4 separate regions of the Mus musculus genome follow, and regions 1, 2 and 4 are each linked to region 3. Evidence: chromatin contacts called from public promoter capture Hi-C data. All regions are on one chromosome and are shown on one strand. The core of a region is the stretch at or near the end of the contact, and the rest is flanking DNA. Distances in the headings are between cores, read along the strand shown.

Region 1 (5,607 bases), core at 2,302-4,801, 350 kb before region 3:
TAAGAAAACTGCTTTTCACCTCTATTCAACTTATACCATTCCACATTCTATAGCAAAGCAAGGTGTGTTTTCTATATATTCAAAGTCTCTAAGTTAAAAGTAAATATAACAATAAAATCTAAAAATCAAGTTCTATTAAAATAAAAGCAAAGACTTCCTTAAAAGTCTGAAAAGTCATTTTATGACCCAAGTGTGCCTAGAAAACAAAAGCTAAAGTAAAAAGTTACATAAATGTTGAATTATCTTTTGTTATTAATAGTTATTTTGAGACAACAAATGTATAATTTAAAAAACCGGCCTTGACATATCATTCTAAATTAAATCTGCTTCAGAAATGTTTCCTGTCTTTAAGGAATGTTCTCACAATGTACAAACTGTGAGCATTCTCCTATAAAAACCACTAGATGGTACATGGGATACTGCAACCCATTTAAACACATACAATGGAGTCACTTTCCACTTCATTAGGAATGCCCATGCAACTTCCTCCCTGAGTCACGCTACTCACACTACTATTCTGAACAATTACTAGAATTTCAGTGGAAGAAAGAAATGGGAAGATATCTGAGCTCCACATCTGCACTGGACCATAACTATGAGAAACCTGGAAGTACTTCTTATACAAGTGGTTTGAACTAATTGTTATTAACAAAATAATAATCCAAAACTTTTTTGTGTGTTTCTGAAATATTTTCCTCAGTATGGTTAGAAGATTAGATAGATTACTTCCATTCCCAATTAAGCTACTTTCTTTAAAAGAGGCTATCTAATAAAAATTAAAGGCCAATGACTCCAAAGACTACAAACAACAACAACAAGGCATAATCTAATATGGGAAAATCCAGACCAGTGTTTAACCCATGGTGAATACCATTATCAAAATAACCAAATCCACTAGAAATCTGATGTACAAACTCAAACATTTTCACACCAAGTCACAAAAAAAAACAAAACAAACAAAACAAACAAACAAACACCAAACCAAAAAACAAACAAAAAATACTAAAAGCAGCTAAGTTTAACTACTAAAGTTATAGCTTTCAAACCCTCCTGGTTTTTTGTTTTCTTTTCTTTTTTAATCATGATTCACCACTGAATGGACTTTATACCACCACCCAGGATACATAAAATCTCCTAAAAGTAATCCTACAGAAGGACCATGTCCCTGTCACCTTTACACACTAACACTTAGAAGAGAACCTGCTATTACAAAACATGCAGAATGAACACTGGTTACATAAAGCCTGTAACTCAACTTTTAGAAAACTTTTTCATACAATAGTTTCTTATCTTGGTTTCTTTACTAAGAAATGCCATGTGTAAATATGCTACAGAAATTATTAAATCCTTGTCTAAATACAGCACTTTTAGGGCTGAAAAGATGTCTAAGCGGTTAAAGGCACTGGCTGTTCCTAGAGGACCCAGGTTAAGCTCCCAACACCCACATGGCAGCTTAAAACTGTGTGTGACTCCAGTTCTGATGATATGACAACCTTTTCCGGGCCCCACTGGCATCAAGCATACACGTGATACACATACACACATGAAGGCAAAACACTCAAGCATACACATGATACACATACACACATGAAGGCAAAACACTCAAGATATATAAAATAAAAATAAATAATTTATTTTAAAGCACTTTTAATTCACTCAAGCATGAGTTTCAAATCCTTTTTTTTACATCATACAGAGTTTTACATATAACATTTACAGCCAAAAATAAATCAAAAATATAAACCAGCCGGGCGGTGCTGGTGCCGCCTTTAATCCCAGCACTTGGGAGGCAGAGGCAGGCGGATTTCTGAGTTCAAGGCCAGCCTGGTCTACAGAGTGAGTTCCAAGACAGCCAGGGTACACAAAGAAACCCTGTCTAGAAAACCCAAATAATAATAATAATAAAATTAAAATATAAACCTACTGAATGCCTGTGTATTCTTTATGCTTTGAATAATTACTAAATAAAACAAAGAGATAAAAGAGAAATTTACATTTTAGTGATAAATAGAAAACTGGATCATAATTTTTGGTAAAACTTCTATTTAAATTATTGAGATTTAAATTGTATAATACATATTCATAACAATATTAAGATATATATATGTAAATTGCACTTCATTAGAGCACAGGCTACTGCAACATCTATTGAGATAAGTAGCTGAGAACACCTGAAAACCTAAGGAAAAACTTAAAAGTAATTTAATAAAATGACTAAGGATAAAATGTGAGATTTCAGCCGTACTACTCCAAGTTAACAATTGTTTTTTTGCCTTTTCAGAGTGCTATAACATGATCTCTTGTAGAAATCTTAAGCTTGGAGTTAGGGATGTAACTTAGAGTGCTGTCTTACTAAGCAGAAAACTCTGGGTTTGAGCTTTAGCACTACTTAAATCAGGCTTGTAGTCCTAGCAGTTGAGAAAGGAGAATCAGAAGTTCAAGGTCTTACTCAGCCACACAGCAAGTCTGAAGCCAGCCTGAGATACATGAGACCTGTCCTGTGTCACAAAGAAGAAACAGATATCATAAAATTATATTCTTTCTCTTTTAAAACCTCACTGGATTCAAGAGAATCAAACAAAGAAAATCAGTTAAAAGTAACCTGACTTTGGCTTTCATCTGTTTCTTACAGGCTGCAGTTTCTCTGTGGGAAGAATTTTGATAACAGCAAAGGTGGGTGAATCAACAGCAAGGATGAAGTTGGGGATGTTCTACAACAGAGGCCTGAGAACTGTTCTCTGCTGTCACTTCAGGCCTCACTCACTCTAAGGAGTCTGCACCCGAGCAAACAAGACTTCACCTCCCTGCATGCACACAAAACACCACAAGTACTTACTATGGCATTGGTAATCACTTTTACTTATCAGGACAGCTCAGGAATCCCATCTGTTCATATTTTGTTTGTTTAAAACTGAATCTTATGCAAAAACTGCTATGAAGTTAAGAAATTCTCATATTCTAGGCTTTCTGTTCTTGAAAGTGTGGGAAGAAAGGTAGAACCTTTCTGGTGTTTGGGAGTTATGGTGTCGTTACAGATCCTGATGGTTTATGCAGTCTCTCACCACGATCCCCCAAGAACATAACTTACACTGCAATGTACTACCTAACCAGACAGTAGGTGTCTGTCCTGGCTCATTGGTACTGCCCACATTCAAGTATCATGATTCCTTTCTTACTATCATATATAGTTTTTCAGCCAAATTTACCTTTCTAATAACAAGAAAAGAAGATTTCTGATTTAAGCCAATTTCAGTAATTGGCACTAAATTAGCCTTCCCCTGAAAAGCAATTAGAAAAATGAAAAACACCTATCAAATGCCTCTTTTCCAACACTGGAAAACAAACTATAAAACTATAAAAAGAGAAACAATGTAAACAATACCATCATTTTCATTTCCTGTGTGGAAATAATCTGTAGATCAGTATGCACAAGGTGGTCTCTGACCCAAGGAAACAGAACAGAATGGGGTTCTGGGAGGCAACAGCAGCTGCAATTCCTAGGGCACTGGTTGAGAAAGGGAAGCTATTTAGAGAAGTTATCTCTAGACATCTTCAAGGCTAACCCACATGTGTGTTACTAATGGCAAATCCTACAAGTATATGGTGACACTCCACAATAGCAGGCTAAAACTAAAGAGGAACTGTGAGATATTTTAAGTCTGAAGCAGTATATACGTGCAATAAATGTTGAAAAGCCAAAGCACTCTAAAGAATCTCAAGAGTGTTAGTTACACCAAGTAACTAATATGGCTAAATTATTCTAAGAACCAAAGTTACCCTAGAACTGTGTTTCTCAACCTTCCTAACACTGTGACCCTTTAGCACAGTTCTTTATGTTGTGGTAACATCAACCATAAAAGTATTTTCATTGCGACATCATAACTGCAATTTTGCTACTGTTATGAATCATAATGTAAATAACTGTGTTTTCCAATGGTCTTAGGTGACCCAGGTGAAAGGGTTGTTATGACCCCCAGGGGAATCTCGACCCACAGGTTGAAAACCACTACCTAACCCTGAGAAATGCTTTAAAACAACCATGAAGGAATACAAATGATCTCTAATGACTGAATTTCCTGCCAGAAAAAAGCTCTAGAGTCTTAAACAAAGAACAAAATCTAAACACTCAATAGTGTAACATTCACAACACCCAGAATCCAAAGTTCTGTCTTTCCCTATTTCTGGGGATTCAAAATGGTTTGCCTTTAGACATACCATTAGAGAGTTTCCTGCAAAGCAGCTTCCAATAAAAGCAGGCTGTCCTTCAAGCTTAATTAATAGCCTTTTGGGTTAATAGCATTTTTCTTTTTAGACCAAGAGCAGGGAAAGTACAATGGCCAACTGACACAGACTCAGGTACACTAGGAGAGAATAATGCCATGAGATATTATAAAGTTTTTTTTTTTTTGGTTTTTCGAGACAGAGTTTCTCTGTATAACCCTGGCTGTCCTGGAACTCACTTTGTAGACCAGGCTGGCCTTGAACTCAGAAATCCGCCTGCCTCTGCCTCCCGAGTGCTGGGATCAAAGGTGTGCGCCACCACGCCCAGCTCTGGCTTTCCTTTTCACAGAGAGAAAAGTAGGTGGAAAGAGGATTGAAATTGTACACCAGCAGTCTAAAGCTATACTTTACAATGAAGCATTTGTTTGTTTGTTCGTTTTAGTATTTAGAAAAAAAACCCAAAGGCAAGGAAATAAAAATTTGCTAGCTATGTACATTAGCAAGACCAAAAAACAAAAAGACAAAAAATAAGCAAAAAAAAAAAAAAAAAAAAAAAAAAAAACCTGTAAATAAAAATTGGCATAAAATTAAAAGGTGGGATTACTAAACAAAGACTAGAAAACTACTGCAAACCACTCACTTAAAAAAAAAAAAAAAAAAAAAAAGCCAAAGGAAAAATGGGGAGGGCTTTTAAAATGACCAAAAAATGCGATTTGAAAAATAAAATAACATTATCTAGGTTATAAAGTTTCTGTATTGGACAAGGTAGAAGAAAATATCAGCACCTGACACACCTCTGACCCCAACCTCAGGACAAAGCAGCAGCAAAGCAGCTGCAGTGTAGACAGAGTTCTAGAGACACCGTAAGCTTCAGTCCAGGGGATGTAGAGCTTAGCTTAGGCCTGCCATGGGTTTTTGAAGCACATGCATATAAATAATAACAAATCTTTTTAAATCCAAACTATAGCATTCACCTTGACAGTGAGAGAGAGCTTGTCTCAAAATAAATAAAAACAAAAGATATAATGTTTTTAAAATTGTAGGGCAAAACATTGAGGGGAAAAAAAAGGTTTTGTTACCTCAGAAACAATTCCCACATTAGAACCTTACTGTCCTAGCAAAAAGGATAGGGAATAAGGGCATTTAAAGATACCTAGAGGCCACCCCCTGCCTCTACACACACCCCTCAAGTGGTGGCACATGCCTTTTATCCCACCCCAGTACTCCAAAGGCAGTGGTAGATGGTTTGAGGCCAGCCTGATCTACAGGGAAAGTTCCACAACAGTCAGGGCTATACAGAGAAACCCTGTTTTGGCAGGGGGGTGGGGGTGGGAGTGGAAGATCTGTGTAAGTATAACCATCAAATATACATAAGAATCTCATAAT
Region 2 (5,422 bases), core at 2,575-5,074, 490 kb before region 3:
TTCAGAGCTGGTTGTAGTAGTTGTGTGCTCTAATCCCAGTTCTTAGGAGGTAGAGGCAGGTGAATCACTGGTAGTAGTGTGGCACAGCTCTATTGCAAATACTCTGGACAGAGAGCCTGAGTTTGTACTGTAGTTACATACATAGTCTTGTTGCTATGACAAATTCCTGATTCAAACAACTTCAGGGAGGAAGCCTCTGGGGATGTATACAGCAAGTAAGGCAATGGAGCCGGGGCCTGCTCTGTCAGTACTGGTTCACGTGTACGGCAGCAATCAATGTCTTAGCTCCTGGAAGATCCAGAAGCAGAGGCCAAATTGGGTGGCAGATCCTTCAAGGCCTTGCCGATGGCAGCTTCTACTTGCCAGGGCAGCTCAGCAACTCCTCAGCATCCCAACACAGAGCCACTGTATGAGCAAGAAGTACCTGAACGTAAGAACCTGGAGACGATACTTTGCCTTGGAAATGTGTTAGATGAACTCCTCCAAACAATTATGAACTAATGGGATTATGAGAGTCTTTTCTTTTTAAATTTCTTAATTATATTTATGTACAGAAAACTTAAGAGTGTACATTTAATTCAATTTAGTGGTGAGTTCTATACCTTTTTCCGCTGGCCCCAGGACGTTGCTTCCCCAGTGGTGGCGGATCTTGTCATTTCTGTCGTTATAATTGGCCCTAATAAGCTTCCACCAGCTTAGTCAGAGCACCCTTGTCTTGTCCTACAGTCTTCTGGTGGGAGTCTGCAGCTCCATGTGTCCCTGTGTCCTTTCAGGTCACTCTCATACCTCATTTGTACCCCTCCCTCAACCTGGAACCTCTTCCCTACAGTACCTGCCTCATTACAGAGCAGCTTACAACCACATTGGAACATTGAAAGTGAAAATGATTACCATTTTCTGCATGTAGGTTAAGGCTCTATTTAACTTGTGAGTGTTAAAAAAGAAAAAAAAGAAAGAAAAGTCATGTATAAGACTATAAGCTATATCCAACAAAGGCAGTAGTATTAATGGGACTTTTTAACTCCAATGGACTGTAGCATTTTCTACAAGTTGGCATTAAGAATCTCATAATCGGCCGGGCGTGGTGGTGCACGCCTTTAATCCCAGCACTCAGGAGGCAGAGGAAGGTGGATTTCTGAGTTCGAGGGCAGCCTGGTCTACAGAGTGAGTTCCAGGACAGCCAGAGCTATACAGAGAAACCCTGTCTTGAAAAACAAAAACAAACAAACAAACAAACAAAAAAAAGAATTTCATAATCGAAAGGTGGGAGTGCTCTATTGCATCATCAAGGGAAAGGCCAGGCTGGGGCACCTGGTCCACAGGAAGACATGCACCACGGTTGCCTTCACACAGGTTAGACTCTATCAAAGACAACTAAATTATAGACAGGAAAGGTTTATTCATTCAAGCTTACGGTCTGAAGTTCAAAGGCATGGTTTCCACATCGGCTCAGTACTACTTAGTTCTCCAATCCACTCAGCTCTATTAAATCCTATCTAAGGCATGGAAAAGTTTACATTACAGAGAGGGAGGGAGGGAACCTGACCTTCCACCTCCCTTAAGGCTGCACAGCCCTCACTTCTCAGTGCTCTCTTCTCAAGCACCTGCTACTTCTCAACTCTCCTCTCTACATCTCAGGGCGACTGAGGGCTTGGTGGTAGGAGCTAGCCCTTGCTGACACAAAACACAACAGGTGTTTTACTCCATTGCAAAGCATCACTGCTAGCACTATTTTTCCTATAGAAATCCTGATACCAAGAGGTGATCAAAAAAGCAGCTGATGGTATCTGTGAGATGGGTCAGAAAACTTTTCTCCTGTCCATTTCCATCTTCGGGCTGAAGAAGTCTGCTCTATCACACCGTCATGGTGTCTGCTCTCTTACTAGCTGAAAAAAAATGCTGGTGAGGAAAGAGCCAGCAACAACAATATTAGGCTGCTCAGCTTATATTTCTACAACTCCTGGATCCTTGAAATTTTCTAGTCAATTAATTACTAACTATAGCAACTATTCCATTAACAACTCCTGAGCACAGACATAAACTAGAGAGTTTCCTTGTTTGTATTGTAAAAGCCAGTTATGATTTCTCTACATTTTTATAAGTTGTACTAATTTGCAATCACAAATTTCAATTCACCACTACATAAATCATTGCATGTCGTACAAGCAGTTAAAACTTAAACACACATAAACACACAAAGATACACACATACAAACACACAAAACCCGGTATAAACCTAGATATTAACATAGAAAAATATATAAGTATTTAAAAATTACTTCTATCAACATTATTGTATTCAAACTTAAAGTATCTTAATGCATAAATCATGTGAGTTTTTCCTGTATTTGCTTTTCAGAGAAACAAATCCTGACAGTCAAATCCAAACATTTGGAGACAAATCTAAATTGATGACAGTCTTCTGCACAAAGCACTCCTTTCTCCTTGGTACGTATAAAAGTCGTTTTCCTAACACTTGTGGATGGACAGGCTGCTCCTCTACTCCTATGGATGAAACCTATTGCCAATTCCATGTACTATGACTCTTATTAACCATCTGAAGAAATGTCAGGTGCTGCCTTACAAAACAAGTAACTGTACAATGCAACTGGGTATAACTGAGCATGACCTGAGACGATCAAAACAAAGCAGAACACTCTTTAGGCAGTACTAGGGATTCAACTCCTATCAGAGAGCCACACACCTGGTCCGAGACTTGGGAAATCTGATTATTAAATTAGTCTCTTGACTCTTGCCTCTCTTTTAAGTTAACTAGGCAAGATACAAGTCATGTACAATTAATGCCTTCGTTCATTCTGCTAGGAAAATCACTTCAGTAACACGAACCTCACACAGGCCTGCTCAGTTTAATTAACATTTACAAAGTACTTGGAAATTCTTGTCTGAAAGACCTAAAGTCAACACTATCTACCATCATAGACCTCATTTGGGTAGCAACTTGCTCAATCTTATAGAAAAGGGGGCTTTTATTCTAACAGTTTCTTTTTTAAAATGAGGGTGTATTCCTGTATTTGGGATGTGTTCTTCTAGCTGGGCTGCCCTCTCTGGCTCAATGGGAGAGGAAGCACTTAGCCTCCCAGAGACTGGAATTGCCAGGGGTGGGGAGATACCTCTGGGGGGGGGGGGCAAAACTCAGAATAGAAGGGGGATGGAGGAAGGATTGTGGGAGGGGGTGACTAGGAGGGGGGCAGTAAGCAGGATGTAAAGTGACTAATTTAAAAATTAAATAAAAAATATTTCTTAAAGTAAATAAAGGCTTTTGCATCCCCCCACCCCCGAAAAAGAAAGAGGGCTTTTAAATAAATGTTTGCCTATTTCTTCACAACAATTTGCTTTAAGCATTATTGATGAGCATCTGTGCTAGGCACATCGCCCGCTATACTGAAGATGCTTATGTACTCAGTGCCGACAGCACAGATGCTGGGTTCTCTGCGCCCGCCTTTTGTTCATTCCATACCAAATCATCACACAGCTACTACAGAGGAGGCCTCAGCAAAGGAAAGGCCAAGTAAGTGTGCAGTCAGATAAACAGAGACAATCCCTGCAGAACTCAGTGTTTTAAAAGCCCCAGGTATTGTTACCACTCTAACCAGCCAATAGATTACAAACAGCTTCTTAGGCAAGAATTCCACAGGACCTCGAGGATGGGCTAATTTTAAAGTTCCTTAGACATGACCTCTTGTGACTTTTAAGTCCAAAATGAAGTCATCCAAGATGCAAGCAACCCCAACCCAACTATTATCCATGCTCTCTCTTCTCCAAGTAGATGAGACAGCAGTTTATAAAAGACAGTTTGCCTTTAGTCACACAGAAAGGGGAAGTGAGTAGACAGTTCCAATGTCTCGTGTATAAAACATAAAAAGGTGCACATTATATGTGCCACAAAACTTAAGCTTCACTTCTCTAAATTGTTTCACTGTGTTTAAGCTGTCATCCCTCACTCTAATGGAGCTATCGCCCTAACTCTCTGTGTTAAAACTATCTGCAATCTCTAAGCTGTTTTAGAAAGCACTGTGCTCAATTAACCACTGCTCATGTTGCACGGCTACTGTCCCTTTAGTAGAACTTACGTGTGCTTTCTCACTTCAGGTTTCTGCACTTGTTCAACTACATGACTAAATTTGTAGAAAAGATAGTTTCACTTTTATAGCCATCCAACAGAATAGTGGATTAAGATGGTCATTTGGCTACATTTCAAGAGAAAATGTCATAAATGTCTAATTTTTTTGAAATAATAAAATAATATTTATATCTTAAAGGATTTTATTTAGTGGCTTTCAAGTAACAAATGATTTAGTAAGTTAAAGTTCCCTAGCATCTTGCCCATAACCACGGGGAAATAAATAAATATGGAGTTAGAAAGATGGCCAAGCTCTTAAGGCTAGGCTGACAACCCAAATGCCAAGAGAAGTAAACTAACAGCCCATCAACAACAAACTTGACTAGAGGCTGACAAAGGAGCAAATTCTCAAACACCGTTACTTTAGGCACTTTGTTTCCTTCTGGCATCAACAAATCTTGGTAACTATACATTTATACAACCTCCTCCTCCTTCTCACAGACTGACTCTGTTCCTATCAAATCATTATCAGTGATCCTTTCAGAAATGTCTTGTATTATAAAATGAGTAGAATATTAAGTTACCATTGCTTGTTCAATAACTTTCTCAAATTTTCTGTATTTGGCTCTTTAATTTGGGCCATGATCTTACCAGGCGAGGTCAGTATGGATGTCTGGTTTCTCTGGCACCCCGGAATCAGAAGGTAGATGCCATTTGTTCAGAGAACAATGGTCTTGAACTCTAGACGTTTATTTTAGTGCCAGGGATAGGTTCTATTCTAAGACTATTTATGTTATATAGCCACATGGGAGCAAAACAGCATAAAAGAATTATGCTGTAAGTTAGAGAACAATGAATGATTACTAATTACCAAGGTTTCCTGACAGTGAGAATGGGAGAAGAAAAAGAACGCCATGGAGCTGCTACCATCCCTTACTATCTGGTCATAAACAGGGTGGTGAGGGTCAAGTGCCTGCTGTGCCCTGGTAGTGTCACATGAGCAAGTTACTGAACTTCTTTTAGGTCTCAGTTCCTCTTCTTGCTTAGTTTAACCTCAAGTCCAAACTGTAATGTATTCTATTTAATTGGCCCTAAAGTTTGATAACTACAAACAACACTATGAGTCAGGCAGCTTACTTTCTGTGTGATATAAATTTGCATACTGCATTCAGTAAAAGGTGAGGACAACTTGTTAAGAAATGCAGGAACTTGTATGATAAGCAGTGATGAAAATGGAGCATGTAAGCAGAGCACCAAAAGCATGCTATTCTACACATCCTACCTATGATATCTGCAAATATGGTATACTAGATATGGCAAACCACTGGGGCTAGAGAGATG
Region 3 (5,002 bases), core at 1,224-3,723:
GACCATCCCTAGTAGGTGGGCCTGGGGTATAGAGAAAAAGTCAGTAAGGCAGCCAGTAGCGGTCCTCCTTGGTCACTGCTTCAGTCCCCGCCTCAAGTTCTGCCCTGTGAGTTCCAGCCTTGGCTTTCCAACAGGACTGACTATAACCAGTAAGCCAAACACTCCTTTACTTCCTCAACTTGCTTTTAGTCAGAGTGTTTTTATCACAGCAACAGAGACCAAACTTGGATTATACAGAACTTCAAAAATCAATAGCATATATACAAAACCTGATTTAAAAATAGGCAATGGAGCTGGGCATGGTGGCACACACCTTTAATCCCAGCACTCAGGAGGCAGAGGGAGGCGGATTTCTGAGTTAGAGGCCAGCCTAGTCTACAAAGTGAGTTCCAGGACAGCCAGAGCTATACAGAGAAACCCTGTCTCGAAAAACAAAACAAAACAAAAAATGGCAATGGGCCTAAGCAGTCACTTCTAACAACAATAAATAATAAAAGATAATATGAATAAAATGAAAAACAAACAATAAAAGAGGCCACCGTTAAAATGTATCCCTTTCAACATCACTAATGAATAATGATCCAGGACACAAAAGCCAAACCTGCAATGAGTAGATATCACTTCACCCCAGCAAGAATAGTTTTCAAAAATATTAAAAATAAAAAACATTGTTGGGAGTACTGAGAAAAGGGAACACATGTATGCTGTTGGTGGAATGTGAATAAGTGTGGCCATTATAGAATACTAGACTAAGGTCCCCCAGAGTTAAAATAGAACTACTGCCTCCTCCCCCCCCACCGTAATCTATATATCCACAGGATATGGAATCCGCATGCGGAAGGCCTCTGAATGCACACGTTAGTTGCAGCTCCATTTACAGTAGTCAAGTCCTGGTTATATCCTGTGTCCATCAGTGAATAAATGGACAGAAGAATAAGATTCAACCACAGGGAAAAACAAAGTCTTACCATTTCTGACAGTGTGGATGGAACTGGAGAGATCAGCTGAAATAATAATGGTGCTACAGATATTGCTCTGCCAGAGTGGGGCTGGGGAGATGGCTCAACGGTTTGGAGCGCCGCCTATTCCTGCAGATTACCCGGAGTTTGGGAACCAGCACCCACATGACAGCTCCAGTAACCTACCTCCAGGAATTTCTAACTCCAGTTCTAGGGGAGCTGATAACATCTTCTGGTCTTTGTGGGCATCAGGCACATAATGGCGCATAGACACTTTATTTACGTAAAGTTAAATCTCAAAAAGTTCTTAAGAAAAAAAGATAAAGTATGATTGTGAAAACACGTAGAGTCTTTAACAATGTTGATTTCACAGAAACTGTAAGCAGATTGGTGATGACAGGGGCTAGGGCAGGGGGAAATGGCGAAGGGCTAGACTGCAGTTAGCAAAATATAGTCAGAAGTACAGGGGTGCACAGCCAGGTGGGGGTGTAGGATGGTAATATGCTGTACATTACAAAAAAAAACCACACAGAGGAAAAGATTGTTTAACCCTAAAGAAATATTTTGATGTTTACTGATTTAAATATTATACAATGCACCAGGATGTTCCATGATATTCCACAAGACACAATTTTTGGTTTTAATGTATTAGCTAAAATTTAAAGTTACACAAACCACATTCTTAGTAGAGTTCCAAGGGATTGTTAGCTGCATCCTAAGTCCAAGAATGCTTTGCATTATATGCTTTGCCCCACAGTCAGTTTCATATATGATTTATTTTTGGTTTTTTGTTTTTTTTGAGACAGAGTTTCTCTGTATAGACCTGGCTGTCCTGGCTCTGTAGACCAGGCTGGCCTCGATCTCAGAAATCTGCCTGCCAAGTGCTGGGATTAAAGGCGTGCGGTGACTATTATCATTATTGTTACTAATGAATATGGGGGGGGGGGTCTAGACCACAGTGGGTGGTGCCATCCCTCGGCACGTGGTCCTGGCCTTAGAGAGCACTGGGATTGCAAGTATGCATCCACACCTGTTCCGTTCCGTTTTCACGTGCTCTCCAGTCTCACACTCCGCTAGCGATCCAGTGGCTTCTGTTCCAGGTAAGTAAATAGGTCTCGTCCGTGTCTCTAAGTTCTCAAAATATTTCATCTCTAAAATGAGTGTATCAGGGATGGAGCAATGGCTCGGTAGGGGGCCCTGCTGCTCTTTTGGAGGGCCCAGCACCCACGTTAGGCAACTTGCTACCGACTGAGGATGGTAGAGGGGCACCATCCCTCAGTCCACTGCAGTGACAAGTCCGAGCTTATTGGGGTTCCTTGGGGCTTTAGCTGGGCTCCAGACCGCAGAGATTAGCTCCCTTCGGATGTAAACGGCTCCCGCTAGGGCAAAGCGTCCGAACTTCGCGCTTTTGGCTTGGTCCTATGGAAGGAGCGCTCCTGCCTGGCAACGAAGACTCTCCGTGCTGATTGGATATTGTGCCAGCCAATGGGAGGCCGCGTCCCTCTTGGGCGGGCGGTGCATTTTTGGCGGTTGCCGGGACACAGCTTAAACTTAACCCAGCGTGCACAGGTATCCGCTGCCGTGGCTGCTGCTCCGGAAGACGCGTTTGCAACTGAGGCAGAGACCCATCCTGCCGGAGGAGGAGGTTTAAAGCCAACCGAGATGGTAAGCAGCTCGGAGGCCGGGGGAAGGGTCGGTCAGGGACTTTCAAACTGTTTATTTGTAGTCTTGAGCTCTCTGAAATACAATTTGAAGTGCGTAATCCGAGAGGTCAGTGAGAAACTTCGATTTGCTTACTAGAAGGTTCTGGGTTTTTTTTTTTTTTTTTTTCCAGGAACACTCCAGGCATTTCTGCACCTTTCCCCCTCTCATCGAAATAGATACATCTTTAAATCTGCTCTGTTGTGGGTGGGGGGAAAGGCAACTCTCTGGTGGTAAAGCTGCAGCTGGAGAGCATCCGCATCGCACTCACTGACGCTGTTGAATTTTAATTTAACTTTTCCTGCTTCCACTACAAAACAGGGACTATTAGTAGTACTCAATCAGTACGCCGTTAAGTTTACATTATCATATTTAAATATTAATTAGTATATCCTGAATTAAAGCCAAAGACCTTTTATACTGTTACCTATTTTATAGTGTTTATTATAGGGATTTTCAGCAGTATCTTTTTGAAAGAAGAATATTGAATTCTGTGTATTTCCCTTTCCCCCTCGCACTTGTAGGCGACCAAAAAGAGAGCTTTGAGCTTTAGTGAAAAGCATCAGAAGTTAGTAGATGAAAAATTCCGCAAATCATTGAACATACAAGTCATGAATAAGTTAGAGAGGCAAGCCAAGAACCAAGTGGTGCAAAATGAAAACGACGAGAAGGTGGAACGCCAGAGGTTCCTCAGAGTGCTGCAGAATGAGCAGTTTGAGCTCGACATGGAAGAAGCCATCCAAAAAGTAAGTTGCAATGTCCTTGTTAGTTTTCTTTCCTTGGAAAAGGTGAAAGATGGCTGTCAGCCCTGCCTGGAGTTGAGGAAATACAGAGAGCTGGGAACTGACTGAATCCTTTGGAGTCCTGGTTATTTTAGCTGAAGAACGTGGTGTCAGTTGGTCAGTTTGCATGCTTTTAACAACGAGCAAATCGAAAGACTTTAGAATAGCATTTGGCAAGAATATCCATTTTTGTTTTTAAACATAAGCATGAAATCCGTAATTGTTAACATCACAGTTTTGTTTATGTGAGTGCAACCGTGTTGCCTTCTCTACATTTCTAATAAGAAATTTAAGAAATTCCTTCCTTTCTAAAAATTCATGACGTTAAACATAGACACTATTAAAGTGGTAGGAGATGGACATATGTGTGAGATGTACACTTACTCATATTTTTAATTTTTGAAGAATTCAGTTATTGAATGCGTGTGTTTACATCCTGCTCTGCTGGCTAAATCTATCATGAGTATTTCTAAATATTTTTTAGGAGATTGCAGTAGAAGAGGAAACAGACAGGAAGTGAGACAAGTGAATTTTCTCCTAAGTGTGAAAAGAACGTCCCCTGTTTTGTTGTGTTTTGAGCACTAGCGTGCGGTTATGTCCAGGATTTTGAGGGTGGATCTGGAAATAGCAAAAGAAAGGCTTAAAAGTGTGTCGGCTTCCTTCTGTCCTAAGTTCCAGTAGCATAGACCTGACCCTTTAATTCTGAACAGGAAAACCCTGGCCTCCCATCTTTTTATTCTTATTATGTCTTTAAGGAAACTCCCATATACCCTAACTCTGCCTAGCAACCATTGGTCTATCTGATGAAGTGGGGATGTTTTCTTTCGAGTGTTGTTCTGATGTCATCTTCTCATGATAGATGCCTCTAAGCAAAATTCTGTACTATGCTGAAATCTGTCCTTAGCGTTGGCTTCTTTTAATCAGGACCAGGCAAGGTTCATACAGCGTATATAGTTTTTATGGCCAATGTTTTGTTAATATGAACTTCATCGATGCATCCTTTATTAACTTCCTGTGTTTAACCTAATGAAGATATCAGGCCTGTTATCTTCTAGATGCGTGTGGTTTTATATCTGTCTGGTTTCTTTGGTGTGTGCCTTTATCTTTCCCATAGTCTCAAAAGGCAGTTAGCCAGGAAGACTTGATTAGATTGCAGTTCATCTTATACTGGGGAGGAAATAGTGACTTTTTTAATGAACTTGTTTCTGCATATGTTGGGATTATTTTAAAGTTTTGTCCTCTTTGATTTTTTATTTTCTCTTTAAAAATATGTCTTTTTTTTTTTTTAAATATCTTTATGGGGCGGGAGCAATGGCTCATCAGTTAATAGCACTTGTTACTTTTGCAGAGGACCCAGGTACAGTTCTCAGCACCCACGGGGCTGTCTGTAACTCTCTTTCCAGGGGTTACCACACCCTCTTCTGGTCTCTGTGGGCACTAGGCACACACATGGTGCATATACACAAATGCAGGAATAACACCAATACACATTAAAATAAGTATTTTTTAAAACAGATCATGAAATATCTTTATGAGATCAGAACTCAAGAATTCATGTAT
Region 4 (5,111 bases), core at 1,731-4,230, 310 kb before region 3:
GACCTCACTTTGTAGACCAGGCTGGCCTCGAACTCAGAAATCCGCCTGCCTCTGCCTCCAGAGTGCTGGGATTAAAGGCATGCGCCACTACGCCTGGTCAACAACTTCTGTTCTTAAGCAGTTAGACCAGTGATTCTCAACCTGTGGGTCATAACCCTTTGTGTGTGTGTGGGGGGGGGGGGGATGTCAAACAATCCTTTTACAGAGTTCAAACATCAAATATCCTGCATACCAGATATTTACATTACAATTCATAACACTAGCAAAATTACAGTTACAAAGCAGCAACAAAAAAAATGTATGGTTGGGGGTCACCACAACAGGAGGAATCTATAAAGGGTTGCAGCATTAGGAAAGTTGAGAACCACTTAGGTTAGGCAGTCTCGGGTATTTCACTGTAGGATCAGAAGCCAATAAGATTCCTCTTCCTATCTAAGCAAATTTAAGTTATATTTCCATCATTTATAACATCCAAATGAGTTAAATGCTAGGTTACGTAAGGGTAGATGCATAGACACATACAAAGAAGTAAATGAACAGGAAGGTACTTGGTGGGCACATCTAACCTACTGAGGAGACAGGCTGAAGAGTGGGTCAAAGACAGAAAGAACCCCGACTGGAGGACAAGCTTGAAAGTCAGTCACCAGAGTTTAAATTTAATGCAAGAGAAAATATACCCATAAAGCTATCTGGGCATGAAGAGATGTGCTAAAAGTGAGCAATTATTCTGGCAAGTTACATTGGAACAGAGAGAAAAGGGAGTCGGAGAGACCATAAAAAGACGGTTGAACTGATCCTGGCTGGCAATGTTCAAGGTCTTAGGCAAAAAGCATGAAGTGGAGATACACGAAGGAATTTGATATGAGGTACTTCTGGTGATACACTAAAGGTCCTAACAACAGGCCAGGTAAAATAAGGAAGAAGAAATAGTGCGTTGACAATGACAAACATTTTAGTGTGGGTGGCATAGATCGAGCTGGTATTATTGAGAAAGGAGTTATATAAATTTTACAAAGACAGCAAGATTAGTTTTTGACCTGTTGCAATCACGGAGAAGGTAGGATATGTTAGAATGGTGATGAACTAAAGTTGAGGTAAACAACCACAACAGCTAGGCATGGGGGCACACACCTTAATCCCGGTGCTCAGGAGGCAGGAGCAGGGGGGTCTCTGTGAGTTCAAGGCCAGCCTGATATGCAGAGTTTCAGACCAGCCAAGGCAATCCTAGTGTCTGATGGAGAAGGAGAGAGATTGGAAACTCAGAGCATAAAACTCTCCAAAAGTTTCACATTAAAAGCAGGGGTCGGGGTAGGGAGTACTCGTTGCTTTTGCAGAGGACCTAGGTTCAGCTTCCAGGACCTATATAGTGACTCAATCAACTATCTATAACTCGAGTTTGAGGGGCTTCAACACTCTCTTCTGACCTCTGCATGTACATATATACATTGCCTTCAGGCAAAATACTTTTTTTTTTTTTTTTGGTTTTTCGAGACAGGGTTTCTCTGTGTAGCCCTGGCTGTCCTGGAACTCACTCTGTAGACCAGGCTGGCCTAGAACTCAGAAATCTGCCAGCCTCTGCCTCCCAAGTGCTGGAATTAAAGGTGTGCACCACCACTGCCCGGCTCAGGCAAAACACTTATATACATAAAAATTTTCAAAATCTAAAAGCAACCTGAGGCCCTTAATACCATTGATCTCTATGGCCCTGAGCCTCTACCCTCATTTCCAACTGTAGGTGCTCAGAGCAGCGATCATGTCGGCCTCCTCACTACTTGCTAAGTGTTCACTCGACTTTTCCGGGCTTCAGAGCCTTTGGATTTGTCCTTCCTCAATCCGGGAAGTTACCTGTCTAGGTATGTTTTGCTTGTCTAATTTCTTTCATTCAGACCTGCTGTAAGCACACTTCCTCAGAAATCTCTCTCTAAATCAACTCGTCTAAGCTAACACTGCACATGTCTTCTACCTGTAGCCTCCTTTGCCCTGCAGTATTGTTTGTTTCATAGCACTTAACATCACACGACACTCAACGGTGTGTCTGTCTCATCGCCTGTAACAAAGTCCAAGAGCCCAGAGCGTTTGGGCTTATTCACTGTTATGTCCCTGGTAAGCAGAATAGAGCCTGGTACATGAGAAATTCCTCTATAAAAGCCTAGTGAGTTGTGTGAGATGTAGTAAAGGGAATTAAAAGAAAAAGAAAAAGAAAAAAAAAACCCATATACCACAAAAGAGCTGCAAAGTTAGTCATTTACAAGTTCTGGAACTTTCCTACCATTTCAGGAGGGGAGAAGCAGAAAACAATAAACCCTCTTTAAGGCTCCCACTTGTGATCCATCTTCTCAGGGGAAAGGGAACTTTGGGGGAGTCTGTCACCAAAGGAAAGACTTGAGGTACTTTCCTACTGTGTTCCCTGTGACATTCGTGAAGGAGAGGAATTCTCCACTTGCATACTGGATGAAAGAAAGGCTCTTCTTCCACCTCAGCTGCACATCAGAGCTTGGAGGGAAACCCTGGGGGATGCTGACAGACTTCAGCTTTCCCAAACGTTTCTTTGGGCGGGTGTCATCAGCCAGGTGTGCTCCACAGACTAGGTGGAGCCTGGGAAAGGCGTGAGGACGTCGCACTCGGGGGCCCCTGGGGCAAGCGTGCTTGCCCTTCCCCGCGGCCGCCGGCTTTCCGCCGCAGCCTGCCCCGGCCAGGTCGCCGGGGCGCGGGAGAGCCCAGCGGCGTCTGCACCCTTCCCTCCCCCGCCGCGCCCTCCTCCGCCCACGCGCTGCAGCCTCAGCTGCGGCTTTCCGCCGTTCCCGGCAGCGCTGAGCCCGGAATCCAATTACTTTTCCCTGAGGAGCTTCGTACACCCGCCAGGCCCCAGAGGGAGGAGCGGGGGGTCGAGCGGCCGCCCACTTCCCGCCGCCCGAGGCCGAGGCCGGGCTGCTCGGGCGGGGCGAGCGCGGTCTCGGAGGGGCGCGCGGAGCAGCAGCCGTCGGGACTATTTGTCCTTCCGCGTGCGGCCCAGCTGGGCCCCGGCGCGAGGCTCCAGGCGCTGTGGCCCGGGCGCCAGCGTCCCCAAGGATGAGTGGCAGGAGATTAGCCCCGGGGCTTCCCCGCGCGGGCGCGGCTCGAGGCCCGCGCGCACGCGCACTCCGGGGTCCGAGCACGGAGGTCGCCTTGTGTCCAGTGGCCTTTTCCTGGGCGCAGCGCTCCTGGGCCCCAGGATTCAGCTCTGTAAAGTGAAAGTGAAGTGGAGCAAGATGGCCAAGGGTAGGAGGTTTGCACGTGCTCTCCACCACACTTGTACATCCCGAGACTGTACAGGGACGCTACAGGGGTGAATCTATGAAGAGGAAGGAAAAGAGGACTTCCTTCCTGGTTCTTCAGGGGCTGGGTGGAGAACCCATTGATCCCCTTGAGGGTTCTTGCTCACTTGGTTTAAGCTGTAGACAGAAAGCCTAATAGAGCCTATTCTAGCTACAGCCTAGGGCGGAGGTCCTCAACTTCCTCCTGCATACCCTGTCAGATTATGAGTCCACGACTGACAAACACATTTGAAAAAGAAAATGCCTTATTTTCTCCTTTTGATTCTGTTTCTCTTGAGACTGTGGCTGACCCTTAGGCCCTTGATGTTCTTGAATATGATTGACACACGTGATTAGGCTAGTGAGAGAGAAGCAGAGAAATTGCTATCAAAACAATTATATGCAGAGACATCAGAACAAAAGCCCAAGAGCCCCGAGGACTAAAAGACCATCCTGGCTCTGCCATAGATGCCCTCTGGGATGGTGGCCAAGTCAGATCATCTCTTTGTGTCTTGCTTCTTGGCAAGTTAAATAAAACTATCCTGCTACTCTCCCTGTCTCAAGGAGTGTTATAAAAATAAACTAAAAGAACCAACTGAAAATATAGAAGGTTTAGTTTTTAGGGGGTGTGGGAAAATGATACCGTTGAAAGGCACTAAAGGGAAAATTCTATGAGAGAAAGCCACTTGACCATCTGCCTATCGTCTCATCTTCTCCGTTCAATCTAATGTACACATAGAAACTATAGGTAGAGTTATCTAGTAAGTACTGTGTGGTTTTTATAAGAATTATAATAAAGGAGGGAATAAGGGGAGGGGGATTTCAGAGGGAGACCAGGAAGAGGGATAACATTTGAAATGTAAATAAAGAAAATATCTAATAATAAAATATATATATAATCTAGTCAACGCTAATTGTACTCTCAGACCCTCTCCCATGCCTATGTCCTAGCCATTTCCACATGCTCTGACTACAATATTTCTGCTTCAGTGCTACGGAGCACCATTAGGTACAAAACAGTGCTGTGGGTGGGCTCCCCACTTGAGGCTAAGCTGTGACAGAGGTTTTCAGACATGTTTGCCTATGTAACCTATGATAGGCAAGGCTCCAGAAACCTGTGTACTGGCTAAGTGAAGAACCTTCTGGAACAGACGAGGTCCCAGGGAAGAGAAAGCCAACTACCCTGAGCTTGAGCTGAGGTTAAAGACTCTGGGGGAAGGGAGAGGGGCTTTCTGCCTTTTATGTCTGACTGAATCTAGTAGGGTAGGAAAGAAGATAAAGGATATGAGGGAGAGTGAAGTCTCCCTTTCGGGTGTTTTAAACCTAAGCATTCACATTTGTAAAACAAGTTTTAGCTTCTGCATTAGTAGAAAAGATCAGGCTAGCAACAACATGGCCAGCAACAGAAAAAGTCCTGCCTGGAGGGTGCTTTTTGAAAAGTGAGGATTTTATCATCTTCTGAGACATTCCGTGGTAGCCCGGGAACGGATAGGAATAATTCACAGACATTTTCTGGGTCCTCAAAAAACTTCTTTCTGCAGTCCCCTTCTTCAAATGACTTCAAATCCCTCACTGCAAAGTCTTGGCATCAAATTTGAAGCAAATGTGTTTCTCTTCCTCACCGGAGGAAAGCTCGTTCTACAGACTTCTAACAGAACTGGGACCTATTGGGCAGTATTATTTGACCTACCATCCTCAACTGATTATTTGTAAGAAGAACACCACCTGTAATCTAGTTATTATGTGTCAGGTGTGATGGTGCATGCCTTTAATCCCTGCACTCAGAACACACTGAATTTGCGTTCTACAGAGCAAGTT

The links. Promoter capture Hi-C pulls out the DNA fragments that hold promoters and counts their contacts.
Region 1: a promoter capture Hi-C map of the HPC-7 cell line shows a contact between it and region 3. The contact joins the enhancer-like site here to the promoter of Mns1 in region 3. A contact is called at or near these places in 3 of 39 promoter capture datasets (the C10 cell line, the HPC-7 cell line and macrophages), 2 of 115 datasets of contacts at active chromatin or transcription factors (the SCID.adh cell line and pancreatic cancer cells) and 2 of 9 other capture datasets (embryonic stem cells and macrophages).
Region 2: a contact with region 3 is called in a promoter capture Hi-C map of pre-B cells, with 2.6 times the contacts expected there. The contact joins the enhancer-like site here to the promoter of Mns1 in region 3. A contact is called at or near these places in 10 of 39 promoter capture datasets (the 3T3-L1 cell line, 3T3-L1-derived adipocytes, the C10 cell line and 6 more) and 1 of 115 datasets of contacts at active chromatin or transcription factors (double positive thymocytes).
Region 4: a contact with region 3 is called in a promoter capture Hi-C map of embryonic stem cells, with 2.2 times the contacts expected there. The contact joins the enhancer-like site here to the promoter of Mns1 in region 3. A contact is called at or near these places in 10 of 39 promoter capture datasets (the C10 cell line, the HPC-7 cell line, cranial neural crest and 5 more) and 5 of 115 datasets of contacts at active chromatin or transcription factors (cardiomyocytes, double positive thymocytes, embryonic stem cells and 2 more).

Annotation. Positions count from the first base shown.
Region 1 is chr9:72,085,535-72,091,141 of GRCm38.p6, forward strand. All of the region lies in intron 3 of Tcf12 (transcription factor 12), which reads right to left. Among named protein-coding and RNA genes, the nearest start is that of Tcf12, 23 kb to the right of the region's middle. Within about 2 kb of position 3,552, at least 58 of the 459 cell types and tissues checked have an H3K27ac peak or open chromatin away from gene starts, as enhancers often do. A contact at or near this core is called in the HPC-7 cell line and the SCID.adh cell line, where this site is marked.
Region 2 is chr9:71,947,622-71,953,043 of GRCm38.p6, forward strand. All of the region lies in intron 5 of Tcf12 (transcription factor 12), which reads right to left. Among named protein-coding and RNA genes, the nearest start is that of Tcf12, 160 kb to the right of the region's middle. Within about 2 kb of position 3,825, at least 92 of the 459 cell types and tissues checked have an H3K27ac peak or open chromatin away from gene starts, as enhancers often do. A contact at or near this core is called in the HPC-7 cell line and pre-B cells, where this site is marked.
Region 3 is chr9:72,436,056-72,441,057 of GRCm38.p6, forward strand. It overlaps Mns1 (meiosis-specific nuclear structural protein 1), which reads left to right and starts at 2,474. Exons shown (of 10, transcript NM_008613.3): 1 at 2,474-2,624; 2 at 3,185-3,406. The coding sequence starts at 2,622.
Region 4 is chr9:72,130,286-72,135,396 of GRCm38.p6, forward strand. No RefSeq gene overlaps it. Among named protein-coding and RNA genes, the nearest start is that of Tcf12, 21 kb to the left of the region's middle. Within about 2 kb of position 2,981, at least 339 of the 459 cell types and tissues checked have an H3K27ac peak or open chromatin away from gene starts, as enhancers often do. A contact at or near this core is called in the HPC-7 cell line, cardiomyocytes, double positive thymocytes and 5 more, where this site is marked.